Linked DNA regions of Arachis hypogaea: region 1 is linked to region 2. A link is a contact called in public Hi-C data. All regions are on one chromosome and are shown on one strand. The core of a region is the stretch at or near the end of the contact, and the rest is flanking DNA. Distances in the headings are between cores, read along the strand shown. Region 1 holds the start of LOC112722495. Region 2 holds the start of LOC112722484 (arginine biosynthesis bifunctional protein ArgJ, chloroplastic).

Region 1 (4,675 bases), core at 590-3,089, 270 kb after region 2:
CCATATACTCCTCCACCGTCGCCTAAACTGCACAATAGAAATGGGAGTCCTGATTATCAGGCAAACACGCTTGGGTGTCCCATTTATTGTGCATCCACTGCTTCCCGTACAAGTCAGATTATGCGCGCCGACATTCTTTCACTGGTAGCCGCACGGAGTGAATCGATTATGCCAGGTGAGCGCCCCATTTTTTTAAATGCCAATCGACAATTGCAATGGTCAGTCTACATGTCATTATTGCTTTTCTTTTTTGTTTGGGTATGCTCTAATCCCTTTGGTTACATAGTTTTTTGTTTAAGAGGCAACCCCGGCAGCTTCTCTGAGTGGATCCCCCGCTGAAGTTCATTCCGCGGTTGCTGGAAATCAGTCATGCCACCTAGCATGCTTAGTGTCTTTATCATTTGCCTTAACTCATTTTGTCATACAAGAAATGTTACTTCTCCATGGTGACGTTTTTTTTTTCTCCTTAGCTCCATATTTAGTGGTGTCTGCACAGTATAAGTTTATTTACCCGTATGGATACTTATGATGTATGCCACAACTAGCAATCTATCCCAATGATGTATCTTGCCGCATTAGTAATTAGTAATGGATGTCAACTTATTTATGCATATATATATATATATATATATATATATATATATATATATATATATTTCCTTATAACTATCAGTTTATATTTATATTGACTTATTTACTTATTTACGTTTATTTCAGTAAAATCAAATCTATATATGCATGTCCACTTATATAAATAGAAATCAAATCTATATATATACATGTCCACGTATGGAAATAGAAATTTATGAACATACATATATATATATATATATATATATATATATATATATATAACAAATCATTTCCATATGGATATACGTGTTTTTTTTCAAATGATCGTTATTTATTTATACTGCTATAAGTTTGTGATTTCTTATACATTTATCTTAATCTTATACAGTTATCATAATGTCTTGCATTCAATTTAATTTATATCTATTCGTATATTTATTACATTAATAATTACTCATAATAATTATATTTATTACTATTGTATTACTCTTTTTGGAGCTAAGAATATAACTATATAAGTATATATATAATATATATTTATATATTATTGACTGCTTACCGTCCTTTCAATTACCTTCAGTCATCGCTTTTATATTTAATTTTGTATTTTTATGTATTTGTTCATATTAAATAACAGTCAATGTGTATTGAATTCATATTTCATATATTATTAAATTTATAGTAATATTTAACACTCTAATCTATTAAATTTATTAAATATATACTAACATTCATGACTCTAAACGTATGGGTTACCTTCCAGTAGTTTTATTTTATTGCTTTGTGTTTTCAAAAAATTTTATATTATTTTCATATTCATAACATGCCACTGTCTTTTAGCCCCTAAGCCTACTATTAATTGATAATTTTTTATTTCAAACTTTCTCATTATTCTAATTTTTGTTTTTTTTTTTTTTTTGGGATTTGTTATGTTTTACTTTGGGTTCATCTAATTGTGTAGTAGCTTTACCTGTGGTTTCAGTGAAACCTTTTTTGCCTTGATTTTAATGTTAGTTTCCTTTGTTTTTGCAACTAAATTTCTGTCGTGTTTTCTCTTCCATTTTTTATTGTATTCAATGTATGTGTGTATGTATTTTATTGTATTCAACGTATGTATACATTGTGTTCAACGTCTAACTTAACAATCATAAATAATAATTGCAACCTCTTAACCACTGCTATCAGTTAATAAAGGCCCTGTTTTCTTTTGACTTTTCCACCCTCAACTCCTCAGTCCCTTTAACCCACGAAGAAATATAGGCTAACTGGTGTGCGCGGTGGATTTTTTCTTCTTATCTTTTTCGCTTGCTGACCTCTTCTGCCCAGATGTGGATCTTTTTGTTTACACCGTGAGTTCTCCCACCTTTATCTTATGTATTGTGGTTGCAATTACTGTAATAACTCCCGATTAGGCACTGTCTTATCATGTGGTTCGATTGTAAAACAAAACTTTTCCTATTGTTCTGAATTGTTACACAAATTTCCTATTCTACTACATCGTACTCTACCCACAATGTTTTCTTGTTGGTTACCTCGTGGGAACCATTTGTCTATTTGAGATTTTGCTTAATACTATCTTTCAGTTGTTCATGGCATTTTCATCTCCATCTTTGGTTATTGATGATACCCATGGGTTGCCTATTATGGGGGCATAATCATTCTGTTGCTTTAATATATCAGGAGACATGTTGAATATCTGTGCATCGAACACTGGGAGTAAATGTATGGTTTTTTCGGTCGAGCCTTTTTTGGTGCATTTTTCCCTCAAACTTCACATTAACTTCTGCTCCACCAGGTTATCGTTTCATTAAGGATCAAGCATTTGTCGTAACCAACCGTTACTTATTTTTCAAGCCGTCGTCGCTCTTTCGTGCAATGTTTTTCACCAATTTTGTGATGAAATATCCAATGAGGTTAAATTTATTGATATGTCCGGTAACATATTCACTGTGACAGTTCGAAAGACTCCTTTTCTATGTCTAAGTGTTGGCGATTTACGGCAGCTAACGCATGCATACGACATCAAGTCGAGCTGTTGGCTTTTCTTGTGTTATGTTGGAATCACAGTCTTTTTTATCCTTCATGTGAAACACACGCATGCACGTTCTGTGGAGGATCCACTGTCAGAACATGACCTGTGTTATGTCAAAAAAACCCTTGGTGAAATCTGTGCTTTTTCGTGTAACTCTGCCTGCACGGTTGGCCACGACGAGGATTTGTTGCTCTGCGATGAGTTTCACTTAAATCTGGGCTCTCCTCTGGAACCCAACGGCGATACGTACACAATCCAGCTAGCATCTAGCGTGGAAAACAACCTAGCCCTTTGTGTATTTCTGGATTTGTTTATAGCCTCATGGAATCCTCTTGCCATTTCGTATTTTGATTATCGTGCTCTTAGTTCCATGCTGGGTCATTATTCAGTTATGTACCCAGAAATTCTGCCCAGATTGATGCCAATCCGGGATGCCACTGTTGTTAACAAAAAGATATCAAAATATCAAGCGACCGAATATATTCTAGTGAGCTATTCTTGCATGCCTCTTTCTTTTCGTGTCTGATTTCCTCTCGCACTTGAGGTTTAGGTAGCGGCATTATAAGGTAGTGTTGCATCGTATAATCGTTAAACACAAACTGTGTATCCTGCTATTGTTGTCTTCATGTTTTTTTGCTTCACCTCAATGTGGTTTTTTAAGCAACTCAATTTCATCTCCTTTGAAATACTTTTTGTTGCCTTCTTTCTAGACTCTGCCGATCAGTTTCGTCGAGCGGGCTTTTCAGATTAAGCTTGTCCAAGTCGAGGTTGTAGATGAGTCTGGAGTTTCTTACAAGGTTGATGTTCGATCCAAGCCCAGTCGCTCCCGAGAGTGCTATTTTAGAAAGAGATGGAAGCATTTTTGCCACCACCACATGCTTCGATCAGGGAGCATCATAAGGCTAACGATTTTTTCATTAAAGAACTAGCGTGTACATTGTCGTGTATTATGTATTTGATATTTTGTTTACTTATCCAAAAGACTATGTATCATACATCAGCTATGGACATTTGTCCTTGGTATTTCTGATCCCAATTAGGATCTTAGTTTATCAACATTGACGCCCGGTTCATCAACAAAGATGTCTTTTGGCATACTTGCAAAAATTGTTCTCATCCATCTTAAAATCCCAATTTCTTTTTAAATTAACTTTATTTATAATTATTACATAACCAGTCACATGTTTGTAGAATTTAAAGACAATTTTCTACCATGACTACAACCAAAAGGGGGAAACTTATTCCCTGTTATTCAACATTGGCTTTTGGTTGGCACAGATCTTAATCGTTCATTTATAAGCTACATTTATGTTGTTGTATTCCACCCAGATTACGTTGGTTTATTGAGAATTCTATTCTTTCAATTGCAGGTGACCAAAACTCGTAGTGCACTCAATTCACTTTTTTTTTCTTGCGTCTCAAGATAGTCCGACTCAGTCCGGCCTACAACACGACTACCCAACCCGAATTGGTCACCCCCCATAACCCACATTACCCAAAACTAAGAATCTGCTAACTATTTGAATTAAGCATCCTAACGACTTATGCGTCTCTCCCTCTCACCATTGCATGTTTCTGTGATTACTGATTATTGAACCTCGTCATAAACAACGCTGCTCACTCCTCTATTCAACATTGTGTTCGAGATTGGAAGGCTTATAAACAGCTGATCTGTTGAAGGAGATTCCCACGTTCCCTGTGGTTGTTCATGAGGTGATGAATGAAACTATTGCTGCTGTTGTGGCACTCATTCGGCAACAATGGATGAAGACGGGAGGTGCTGCTTGGGTGATCGACGATGAAAAGAAACGCCGCTGCTACTGAGGACAAGGCCACTGCTGCTGTTTCATACCTGAATGCATTATACTCCTCAATTGTAAGGTACCGAGGTCCTGTTTTATTATACATGAATTTTTTGTTCATCCTCAAACTTTAAGCAACTTGAAATTCACTCCTGATGATTTTATGGATTTCTGCACGTGGTTGAGTGTTCCGTTTATTGGGTCATCCTTTTTTCCTGTGCACCGGTTGCGTCGGCCACATGCCACAACCTTTTTTTTTGCTGGTCTT
Region 2 (4,532 bases), core at 1,878-4,377:
AACTTGAAGCCTTACTCATTGAAACAGTGCAGATCCTCAAAATCCGCGGAGAAGAAGGAACACGTGAGGGGAAAATCTGCAAATGAAAAATGATCTAAGAAACTGCACTTTACTCAGCAATCAAACACGCAACGATCATAAATAAAGAGACATTCGAAATGCACCTTTGGGTTTCGGGAACTCGGCGAATGCAACTGAAGAAAAAGTTGGTGAGGAATGCACGAATACATTTTTTTTCACAGCTCAAGTGAAGAGAAAGTGAGTAGCTACTAGCTAAGTAACTGTTTATGTATATATGCTCTCCCTTCTCAAGTTTCAGATTCAGTTATATGACCAATAAGCAAGAAGTAGTGAGGTAGGGGTGTTCGGTTTGCGGTTTGGTTCGGTTTTTGGAAGAAAAGTCATGCAATCCAATTTGGTATTAATTCTTCGGTTCGGCTTGGTTCCGTTTTTTTATCGAAACCAACCAATCCAATTAAAATCGGTTGGTTTGGTTCGATTTTTCGGTTTTACATTCATTAAAAAGATTTCATGTTCTAATCATATACGACGGACTACAACCTTCTTAAGCTATTTTCAAATCAGTCATAGAGTCACCAAAAAAAAAATCAATGATATAGAATACATAAAGGCCAAGACACTTGGTCTAGTAAAATGGTGCTGATTTGCAAGATAATTGGCTCCTATTTAGTGCTTGAAGAGGATTTGCATATCTCTGGATGCATCCTATACCTGCCATGACAAAAAAAAAATCAAGAGAAGGATTCAGCACAAATTCAGCACAAAGTTTCAAATATTTGATCCAAGTGGAAACTGGTCCCATGTAGAATTTATCTGCTTCCCACACGTTCTGTTCGTTCAAGCGTAGTGGCAAGAACAATGGGACTCATCACTCATCAGTAACTGAAACTACATATCAACACGCACCTTGTAAAATATATAACTATCTTTAAATATTTAAAACATTTCACCGGTAACTTTTAATTTGAAAATTAGGTGTATTTGGTATGAAAAATTTGATTTGTAAATTGGAAACCGGCGGTTTCTACCTACATATATATCTATATCTACATTCAGATATTATTATTGGCCTAATTAATTGTTTTCTTCATTCAAACTCAGTAATATGCGTATGCTTGACGTGCGACACTCATATTTATCTTTTTATTAGAAAACACTATAAACTTAGATAATTAAACAAGAACACATAACAAATTTTCAAACAGAAATTATCAAACAGAACCACAAATTTTCAAAGTAGAGAACCACAAATTACCAAAGCTGTAAGAACAAATTAGAAAGAACAGAACCAAAAACCCTAAACCAAAAATCATATACAAAATAAAAATAGAACCAATTATTAAAACAGAACTAAGAACAACTAATTAGATCCAAAAAAATTAGAACAAATAATTTACCTGAGAGCTAAGAGGTATCCCCATTCTAGATGCAGAGGAATGGCTACTGCGGTGACTACAGCACGAGGACGACAGTGACTACGAACTCGCGGAGGACAGCGAACGATGGCTCTGGTGCGTGCTGCTGGTGTGTGGTGTAGACGGCGTGCTGCTGGTGTGTGGAGCACGACAGGGAGAGAGAACCGCTACGACGAGGGGAGAGGGAGAGAAAAGAGCCCCGCCGCTGCAATGGTGCTGTCCAGCGTCGTCGGTAGCGGGGAAGTGTGAGGAGTTTTGGCACAGTGAGATTCGGCGACGCTGTAGGAGGAGTTTTCGGCACCAAGAGGCGGTGAGAGCTCAGAGGATTGGAGACTGGAGAGAGGCTAGAAGGAGTTAGGGTTACTGGTGGCTGTATGCATAGTTATCAGAACCAAACCGGTAATCAATCCGGTCAACCGGTGGGTCACTGATTCCCCCGGTTAACCCGGTCATAAATTAAAAAAATATAAAATTATATAAATAAAATTAAAATAATGTCTTAAAACTAAAAATGCAAATTTTTACAAACATTAATAATTTAATATCAACTTTTAAACATAACTAATGATCTAAAAAAAATAATAAACTAGTTTCTAGTACAAAACACTTTCTCAATTTAAATCAACAAGGGCGAGCAAAAGATAACACAATCGGTAAATCAAATTCAATGGGTGATCTCAAAGTCGGCATCAATATCTTCATAAGACAAATTTGGAGCTTGATCAACATTTTCCTCATTTTGAAATTCTAGCAAAAGAAAAAAACACCAAAGTTTTTAAGCAACAAAAGATTTAGCTATTCAAGTATTCAACAAAAGAGCTTTTAAGCAACAACCACCAAAGTTCAGTGATGAGAATCAACAACAAATTTAACCATTCAAACAAAGTTCACTAAAATTTCCTCAGGTTCAACAACAACTCTAAAAAACCAAATACAACAGCAGCAAGCCAGCAACTACCAGATTTAACAACAATTCTAACTAAAATTTGCTCAGATTCACCAACAACAACCCTAAAAAACCAAATACAACAGCAGCAAGCCAGCAACTACCAGATTCAACAATTCTAACTGAAATTTGCTCAGATTCACCAACAACAACTCTAAAAAACCAACATTCAACAACAGCAAGCCAGCAACTACCAGATTCAATAACAATTCTAACTAAAATTTGCACAGATTCACCAACAACAACTCTAAAAAACCAACATTCAACAAACAGAACGATCAGCAACAACTATAAAATTTGCTCTGGTTCACCGAAATTAACATTGAACCAGAGAAAGAACAGCAACAACAACTCTAAAAACTAAATAAAACAGCAACAACCACCAGATTTACCGAAATCAACATTGAACTACAGAAAGAACAGGATCGAAAACTGGAGCTCACCTGGTTGAGAAGACGACCACCACCCGAGGGAGCAGATGCTGCTTCACTGGTTCCGACGAATATAGTTCACTGCTTCACTGGTGAGAGACCGAGAGAGCGACGAGGTGAGAGACATAGAGACAGCGACGAGGTGAGAGACCAGAGACTGAGAGTGACGAACTGACGAATGACGAGGTGAGGGGCTGCGAGCTCGAGAGAGCAGAGAGACGAGGCTGGGGTTACGCGGGAGAAGGAGGGGGGGGGGGGTGTTGGTTCCACTCGGATTAGTGGCTTAGGGTTCATTCAAAAAGCTTGAAACAGCGTGTTTCAAAAGAAAAAAAATATAAAAAATTAATAAACATGACTCGGACCGGGTTGAATTAACCGGCCGGTCGCCGGGTTTACATAAAATCCGTCGGGTCGAACCGGGTTTTAGCGGGATTATTGCATGGCTGGTTCAATGGATGTCTCGGCCTGGTTAGGTGACTGGTTTCCAGCGGGGTTGAGCCCGGTTTGATAACTATGGCTGTATGGGTTAGATCATTTGGGAGGGGATCCTTTATATAGGGTTTTTTAAAAAAACCGGTTCAGTTCGGTTTGGTTATGATTTTCAATGTCAAAACCGAAAATCGAAACAAACCGCAAAAATAACTGCAAAATATCATTTTTTCAGTTTTTTCAATTTGTTCGGTTATTGATTTTTTCGATTTAGTTAATCGGTTTTGAACACCCCTATAATGAGGGGCTGATGGGGCCGGGTTTTCCTTAGTCAAATTCGATCTTATATTTTGACCTTATGAAATCATATCTTTCTCAGCCCAAAACAGATCAGGTTCTAAAGAGATAGCATAGCAGTTAGGGGTGTGCATAGGTCGGGTGAAACCAAATTTGATGTGATCCAGACCCGGCCCGAAATATATGCTGGGCCTATTTGTTAGACCCGAACCCGGCTCTAGACCCGATGAAATCTAATCACTTTCGAGCCAGAATTATACTGGGTAAAAACCAGGCCGTTAACTACATTATCTACCTTCTTGTAAGCTAGCATGTGAAAATATCCAAATTTTCAAAATTCCAACTATTATTTGACATGGTAAAATTTACTTAGAAAAATATAAGAAGAACCAACCCTTCTCCAAAATTAAAGCATAACCACAATCAATACTAATATTGTCTAATAACACCAAATATTTAAGTCAATACAAATAACACAATATTTTGCATTAGTCTAAAGTCTTATGCATTCTAAACATAAAACATTAACTTATAGTCTTATAATGACTAATAACACAAAATATTAAAGTTTACAATACTTAAATTTCACATAAAAATAACCATAATCCATCAATAGCCATTAGTTGTGTATGATTATCGGACCGCTGGGTCGGATCCGGGTGACCCGAGCTATGGCGTGGTCCCCGTTTCATTCACTTTTTAGATTTCATTTCTTCTCCCCGGGTCTTCATGGTTCAAAATTCTTCAGAACTAGGTCGGTTTTTCGGACCGGACCGAGCCGTGCACACCCCTAATAGCAGTGAGGGAGAGGCAGAGAGCAACAAAAGCGATGCCACGATGGTTGGGTGTGTGGCTTACTGTCTGTGTGTTGTGTTGTGTCATTTCTTTTCGAGTTTTATCGAAATTATAAAAGATTGGGTCGATTCTGATCTAGATTGATTGAATTTAGTATTGATCTACAGTTTAACCTAGTCTTATTAATCTTTAAAACAT

The links. A called contact is a pair of places that touch in the nucleus more often than the background predicts.
Region 1: a Hi-C map of an unstated tissue shows a contact between it and region 2, with 4 times the contacts expected there. The contact joins the promoter of LOC112722495 here to the promoter of LOC112722484 in region 2. A contact is called at or near these places in 2 of 8 Hi-C or Micro-C datasets (leaf and an unstated tissue).

The regions. Positions count from the first base shown.
Region 1 is chr11:124,210,950-124,215,624 of arahy.Tifrunner.gnm2.J5K5, forward strand. It overlaps LOC112722495, which reads left to right and starts at 1,840. Exons shown (of 13, transcript XM_072207224.1): 1 at 1,840-1,922; 2 at 3,316-3,506; 3 at 3,976-4,486. It overlaps LOC112722494 (a long non-coding RNA gene), which reads left to right. Exons shown (of 4, transcript XR_011867709.1): 3 at 1-175; 4 at 287-585.
Region 2 is chr11:123,942,949-123,947,480 of arahy.Tifrunner.gnm2.J5K5, forward strand. It overlaps LOC112722484 (arginine biosynthesis bifunctional protein ArgJ, chloroplastic), which reads right to left and starts at 3,128. Exons shown (of 19, transcript XM_072207197.1): 1 at 2,826-3,128; 2 at 1,419-2,183; 3 at 165-732; 4 at 1-76. The coding sequence starts at 230.